Regions from separate parts of the Oryctolagus cuniculus genome. Here region 1 is linked to region 2. A link is a contact called in public Hi-C data. All regions are on one chromosome and are shown on one strand. Each heading gives the region's core, a stretch centred on a gene start, on an enhancer-like site or on the middle of the called end of the contact. The rest is flanking DNA. Distances are from core to core; before and after follow the strand shown.

Region 1 (3,888 bases), core at 631-3,130, 210 kb before region 2:
TGTTTCTTTGAGACATCCGGGCTTGGGTGACAGGGAATTCAACACAGAATTAATATGCTAAGGTTCATAAAATAGAAGAAATAACAGTGGGGGAAAAAAAAACAGCTGCCCTATCTTAAGACTTACTCAGGCTCTGGGTGGAGCATGTGTGTATTATCTCATTTAATCCTCAGGAAAACCCACACATTACTATCCTCCCATTTCACAGATAGAGAGACTCAAGTGCAGATGGGTTCTTTGCCCATGGGTATGAAACTAGGGAGTGGGAGAGCACAGGCTGATGCTGGAGCTCAGGCTTTGAACTGCCTACCCCAGATGGTGGCTGTGTGCCTGTATGTGCGGCCACGTGTGTGTGCACGCATGCGCTTTCAGTATTTCCTGGCTGACTCCGGGTTTTCCTTTCTTTGCAGATGAAGAACTTAGAACAGACAGCAGAGGGCGCCCAGAGTCACTATTTTTTAAAAAGTGTGGATTTTTTTTTTTTTTTTTAAGAAAGCTCTGCCCTCCCTGGAATTTGGAGAGAGGTCCCCATCGCAGGCTGCATGGTGGGTAGACTTTAGGGGAGAGAGGGGACATCACCTGCGCTCAGGTAGGCCAGTGCTGAAAGGATGTTTTTGGGAGAGAAAACAGCAAGGCTGACCCTCTGCAGAAAGGATGTCAATGGGCGTGAGTGTGTGCGTGCACACACGTGAAACATAGGAGATATTTTTTGAGAAAACACCCAGCTCAGTTCCTTAGGAAAGAAAAAGGGGAGATCATTTTTGTCACTTAGGACACGGTCCCCTCTTCAATTAAGAAAGTTAAACACACATAAGTAATCGTTTGCCTTTATTCACTAAAATATCATTGATATGTGAGGGAAATGGAAAGGAACTGGCCTCCTCATTTTAAAATACATATTCATTTATTTATTTGGGAGGCAGAGAAAAAGGGCCTCCATCCACTGGTTCGCTCCTCAGACGTCCTCAATAGCTGGGGCGGGGCCAGGATTGCCAGCAGCACAATCCAGGTCCCCCACGTGGGTGGCAGGAACTCAATGACTTGAACCATCTCTGTTGCCTGACGGGACCTGCATTGGCGGGAAGCTGGAGTCTGGAACCCGAGCCGGGCATGGAACCCAGGCACTCCGATGTGGAATGAAGGTATCCTAACCAGCAGCTACTGCTTGGTTGCCAGCAGTTAATGCTAGCTAAACACCTGCCTCTAGTCTCTCAGTTAATTTGATTATTTCTCTAACGATCAAATGACCGTCTCTTGCTGCCATCATCAGGAATGGACTAACTCTTGGGACTTTCTCCAGGGAAGTGAGGGAAATTGGGGTCCTAGTGCATTTATCGCCACCTGTTCCTAAGACTAGGTCAAAGTTCTCCATTATTGTGAACCTCCCATGTCTATTAAGGTGTCACAAGGTACTCATTACAACAGGACTGGGCTTTGGTGAAGGATCTCCCCAAAGGATGGGCCAAGGGGAGGGAGGGGGCAGAGGCTCTTGGGAACCACGGAGGTACCCCCAGGGCACCTGGAGGGGCAGAGGGAAACTGATTCTCAGATACACTGAACACAGGCTGCGGCCTCCGGGCGACTTGGTCATAGCAGTCCGGAATAAGGCAGGAAAAGAAAGCCCAGGGCAGCCTGTAGTAGACGTTATGTTCCTCTCACGTTTTCTGTGATTTATCTCACTTACATAATGAAACACCCCAAAACACCTGGCTCGGAGCCCTTTGGCCAAACTCCCATGAGGGGTCTGGAGTTGAGTGGCCATCATGGACCATGGTGGGGGTGCACGGCCACCATAGATCATGGGTGGTGGGGGTGCGGGGACAACCGTGCTAAGGTAGCGTTTCCCAGCCCTGCCCAGGGAGGTGGGGCTATCACTGTGGCACAGCACCTACTTGGAAAGTAGAGTCAGGAGCAGGAAGCTTTCGCTTATGGAATCTGTCCCAGCCAAGTGGAGAGCTGGGCCGTGAACCAGTGACCCAGCTGGTGTGGGTGCATGGCCTTTGTTAATCCCCCTGGATCGAAGTATTGAACCCAGGGAGCCGGGGGTCTGGCCCAAAGGCATAGATCTTTTATTCATGTAGACTATGTAAGGCTATTTTTTTTTTTTTTTTGACAGGCAGAGTGGACAGTGAGAGAGAGAGACAGAGAGAAAGGTCTTCCTTTTTGCCGTTGGTTCACCCTCCAATGGTCGCCGCGGCCGGCACACCGCGCTGATCCGATGGCAGGAGCCAGGTACTTCTCCTGGTCTCCCATGGGGTGCAGGGCCCCAGCACTTGGGCCATCCTCCACTGCACTCCCTGGCCACAGCAGAGAGCTGGCCTGGAAGAGGGGCAACCGGGACAGAATCCGGCGCCCCGACCGGGACTAGAACCCGGTGTGCCGGCGCCGCTAAGTGGAGGATTAGCCTATTGAGCTGCGGCGCCAGCCTTAAGGCTATTTTTTAAAAGTCTCCTTTGCTTCTCTAAACTCTCTCAATTCCACCTGTCACTTTGCAAGTGCAGACATCGCTCTCAAGTTATTGATCAATGTACTTTGAGTGCCTCATCTGCACAGCACACCCGGGTAGAGGCAGAGGGGGAGACAAAGACAGCAGAACACAGCTGCCCGCCAGCAATCCGGGTCCTCCGCGGTCCAGGTTCGGGGGAAAAATCAGTGTGCTGCGTTGCAGTCCTGGAGAGCGAGCTGGGCTAGAGAGGGCCGCTTGCAGTGTCGCCTTCTGTTCCCGCAGAAATGAATGGGAGATGAAATAGCGTCAAGATTTTTTTCTTCCTTAATTTCTACTTCCTCTTTCTTCTTCTCTGTTCTTCTATTTTGTATCTTCCCCATCATTTTGTTCATGCTTCTCCCTTTGAAAAAAAATATTTTCTGTCCCTTTTGTGGGCTTTTTCATGACGGAATCTGCCTTCCTGTGTTATTCTTTCACTCACTGACTCAGAGCAGACTGTTTTACTGGAACATAGGAGAAACCAGAAGTTTACTTTCAGTCCTATTGTTTTTCCCAAGCAAAAAAAAAAAAAAAAAAAAAAAAAAAAAGAAAGCCTTATATTTTAGGGAGAAGATTTGAACAGGCTGGGTTGAGCAAAGGAAGCAAGAAGCTTACGAATTACCCCGCTCACCAGTCGCCCTTGGGTCCCATCCTGCAGGAAAGCAGTAAGGCTACCGAGAGCAGCCCGTTGGCCTCCCAATACAGGGTGCTTCATGAGAAGTGGAATTAGAAGCCCAGGCCTGTTTCCATGGACTTTTGTGAGGCCACCCCCCCCCCATCGTTTGCTGCACCCCTTGGCATGAGACGCATCCCTTAGCACAAAGCACAGTCAAGGTTCATCCTGGTGTCAAAACCCCCAGGAGCTCATTGGAAAATTCAGAGGTGAGGGCCATGGTGTTAATTTGGAAGCCCTGCAGTCAACATCAACTCAGAGTTTCTTACAACTCAAGTTACTTTGCAATTTCCCAGGTTTAACAACAAATATTTATTTGTTTACTTGAGAGGCAGAGTTACAGACAGAGAGAGGTTTTCCATCTGCTGGTTCACTCCCCAAATGGCCACAACAGCTGGAGCTGGGCAGATCTGAAGCCAGGAGCCAGGAGCTTCTTCCAAGTCTCCCACACAAGTGCAGGGTCCCAAGGACTTGGGCCATCTTCTACTGCTTTCCCAGGCCATAGCAGAGAGCTGGATTGGAAGAGCAACAGCTGGGACATGATCTAGTGCCCATATGGGATGCCGGCACTGCAGGCAGATGCTTAACCTACTAGGCCACAGTGCCGGCCCCAACAAGGAATATTTTAAAAATCTGTTTTGCCTGGGAAACAGAGAAGACAGAATAAGACAGCAACAATGCACTTGCTAGTTCAACATTTCTAGGCCTGATTCTCAGAAACCTTCTAGCA
Region 2 (3,401 bases), core at 460-2,959:
GTGAGAGTGGGTGGGGTCCAGTCTTCACACCGTCTTCCTCTTCATTCTGCCTGTGAACTCTCTCCTTCGTTATTCTCCAGACCCTGGAGCGAACACTTGCCTGCTTTGTGTGCCTCTGCTGCTGGGGACACAGAGGGTGTCCCCGGTGGTCCTGGACTGCAGCTCAGCTCCACTCCAGCCACCTCCATCTTGAACCTCTTGGATCCAAAAACAAATCTTTCTGACCCCAAAGCCAATATTTCCTGCCATGCTTTGCTACAAAAGAGGGTATTCTAAGTGTGGAGAAGACCTGGAGGGTATCTTTAGACAGCTCCCGACTTCGGAGGAATCAGCACAAAGCTACAGCAGAACAAAAGCACCAGTGGAAGGCAGAGGACTTGAAGCCTTGGTCCACTGTGCAGCCCCTGGGTTCCTCACCTGGGCGCCCTTCCCCTGGGGCATGAGATGCCTTTAGGGAGGCACTGGGACTCCTGGAGAGAAAAATAACAGGATGGGAGAGGAGAGGACTATCAGTCTAGGTCCCAGAACTGGAGAGCAGGGAGTCCCGGTCTCCAGGCTGTCCCAGACTTGGAAGAAGGAAATACAGTGTCCTCCTGACTTTCTTAAAGGCTGTCCAGATATCTCAGAACACAGGACTCTGGTGGGGAGGGAGCAGCCAGGACAGTGACTCTGCCTAGGAGTAAGTCCTAACCCTGGGGCGGGCTCTTCTCTTACACTCCCATCCGGGAGGCTGAGCACGGTGCACTGGTTACAGGAGGCTGAGAACCGGTCCTCTTCCTAATTGCCCAGTGGGCAGGGGTGGCATTCACGGCCACACTTTCCAGGTGAGGAAGATTAGGCTCATGGGAGAGCGCGACTTGCCAGGAGATACACAGCCGGTGAGAAGCAGGGTCAGCCACAGTCCGGGGTGCCAGGGTGCGTGTTTTGTCGGCTTCTCCAAGCCAGTTCTTCTCCCCGTGGGAAATGGGTGGGGAAGGAACGCCACAAGTGAGGTGCAAACATTCTGAAGAGCATTGAACAGATGCAAGAAAGTACTGCTGCTAAGGGTGGGCGTGGCTTCTAGCATCCTCCTTTCCCATAGGACTACTCTTTCATTTCCCGTCTTCCCTGAGAATTGAGCGTGAAGATGAGGCAAAGGGCCTGGGGCTAGAGAGGGACGCTCAGACAGGAAGACGATGGAGAAAGTGGGGAAGGAGCCGGCCCCACTAGCCGGCTTCTGAAAGCAGAATCAGCCGTGAAGCCAGCTGCGGGGGAGAGGTGGGCCATTCCGTGAGGAGCTGTCAAATGGCGCTCCTGCAAGGCAGCTCTGGGTTTGTCTGCTTTCTGTTTTTTCCCACCCAGCCACGAAGGCGTATTGGTGGATGGGAAATATGGAAGCTTCAGGAAGAGTTCCTGTGCCTCGCAAGTGAGAGACTGGCCTAAATCGGGGGGCCTGTGTGAAAAGAAGAAAATAGCACAAACCCAAAGGCGTAGCAGTGAGTCAGAGAAACCCGAGCTTCTCACTCCCCTGCCCCCCGAGTTCGCAGCCAGCCAGAAAGGGAGACAACACCATTCCACGTAAGCACGCCGAGGACCGTCTCAGAAGGAAGTGGGACGTGCTTAGCAGCTCCAACAGACGTGCCTGTGAGCGGCTATCTGAACGTGACCCCTAGTGTCCAACTTGTGTGGCGCTCACAGGGGAAGCTCTCCAGGGGTTGGAAGCTATGCAACTGTGGGAGAGGTGAGCCCTCCCAGTCATCACATTTCACAAACGAGTGATTCAGGCCCCAGAGTGAGAGTGCCTTGCCTAGGTCACACGGATGGTGGCAGCGCTGGACTGGAACCCAATTCTTTCAAGCCCCAGCCCTGTACTGTTTCCTATCTTCTTGGAAATTTTTTCCACAGAATGTGATTGGTTTTTATGTTGATTGTTAGCTTTTTATTTCACATGGGCTGAATTATAAAGAGGGGATTGGCATCTTTATGTGATAAGCAGTGCTAATCAACAACTTTTTTTTTTTTTTTGACAGGCAGAGTTCGACAGTGAGAGAGTGAGAGAGAGAGAGAGAGAGAAAGGTCTTCCTTCCGTTGGTTCACCCCCCAAATGGCTGCTACGGCTGGTGCGCTGCGCCAATCTGAAGCCAGGAGCCAGGTGCTTCCTCCTGGTCTCCCATGTGGGTGCAGGGCCCAAGGACCTGGGCCATCCTCCACGGCCTTCCTGGGCCACAGCAGAGAGCTGAACTGGAAGAGGAGCAACCAGGATAGAACTGGCGCCCCAACTGGGACTAGAACCCAGGATGCCAGTGCCACAGGTGGAGGATTAGCCTAGTAAGCCACAGCGCCAGCCAACAACTTTAAAAAAAAAATATTTATTTATTTGAAAGTCAGAGTTGTAGGGAGAGAGGGAGAGTCAGAGAGCAGGAAAATCTTCCACCTGCTGGTTCACTCCCCGAATGGCTGCAACAGCCAGGGCTGGGCCAGGCAGAAGCCGAGAGCCAGGGGCTAGGGGCTTCATCTGGGTCTCCCACATGGGTGGCAGGAACCCAAGCACTTGGGCCAATCTCTGCTGCTTTTCTAGGCCATTAGCAGGGAGCTGGATCAGAAGTGGGGCAACCAGGACATGAACCGGTGCCCATATGGGATGCTGGTGTCGCAGGCCATGGCTTTACCCACTATGTCACAATTCCAGCCCCATCAACTGAATCTTCAATTGTTCGCATTAAAATTTGCCAAAGAGACTTCACATCCTTTCTGTATCTGCCCATTACACGCCGCACATCTCTATGACAGGCTGTGCCATGTCTTCTCAGTCCGGAGTGCACCGTGATCAGCAAAGCAGAGAACTTGAGCTGTGCAGCAGATACAACCAGGCAAACTGGAAGCAGCTGGACCAAGGCCCCAGAGGTCCCCAGCCGTGGGCGTTCGTGTGGGCAGCTGTTCTGCTCTGTCCTGCTCGGAGCAGCTGCTGGGCGGTGCCGGCGGATGGCCTGTCCCCACGCAGGCTGCTTCTCCTGTGGAGCCAGAGGATCCGTCCTCAGCTGGAGCACTTTGGTCACTCCCTCTCAAGCCCCTGCCAAAGGCTGTCTCACATTCCAGTCCTCAGGTTCCCACTCACTTCTCCGTCCTCACTCCCCCCGCCCCACGTCCCGCTCTATACAATGCTGTTGCCCCCAACTTCACTGACAAAAAGATCCAGGTCATTCACCACGATCTGACACCACTCCCCTTACCTACACTCTAAAATAGCCGCTATCTCCTCCCCTTTTCAAAGGAGATCAGTCATCCGCTCGCCCTTGAGAACCCTTCCCACCCATCGCTCTGTCAATGACCAGTGTTCTTCTTCAGTTCCACTTTCTCTTCTCCTCTTTCCAACTTCTCCCTTGCTTAGAAAAACACCCAAATTTCCCTTAAACTTACAACAG

Evidence for each region. A called contact is a pair of places that touch in the nucleus more often than the background predicts.
Region 1: a contact with region 2 is called in a Hi-C map of an unstated tissue, with 3 times the contacts expected there. The contact joins two enhancer-like sites. A contact is called at or near these places in 2 of 6 Hi-C or Micro-C datasets (psoas muscle and an unstated tissue).

What each region holds. Positions count from the first base shown.
Region 1 is chr14:38,608,548-38,612,435 of mOryCun1.1, reverse strand. No RefSeq gene overlaps it. Among named protein-coding and RNA genes, the nearest start is that of MRPS27, 45 kb to the left of the region's middle. Within about 2 kb of position 1,880, at least 1 of the 8 cell types and tissues checked has an H3K27ac peak or open chromatin away from gene starts, as enhancers often do.
Region 2 is chr14:38,399,864-38,403,264 of mOryCun1.1, reverse strand. No RefSeq gene overlaps it. Among named protein-coding and RNA genes, the nearest start is that of ZNF366, 68 kb to the left of the region's middle. Within about 2 kb of position 1,709, at least 2 of the 8 cell types and tissues checked have an H3K27ac peak or open chromatin away from gene starts, as enhancers often do.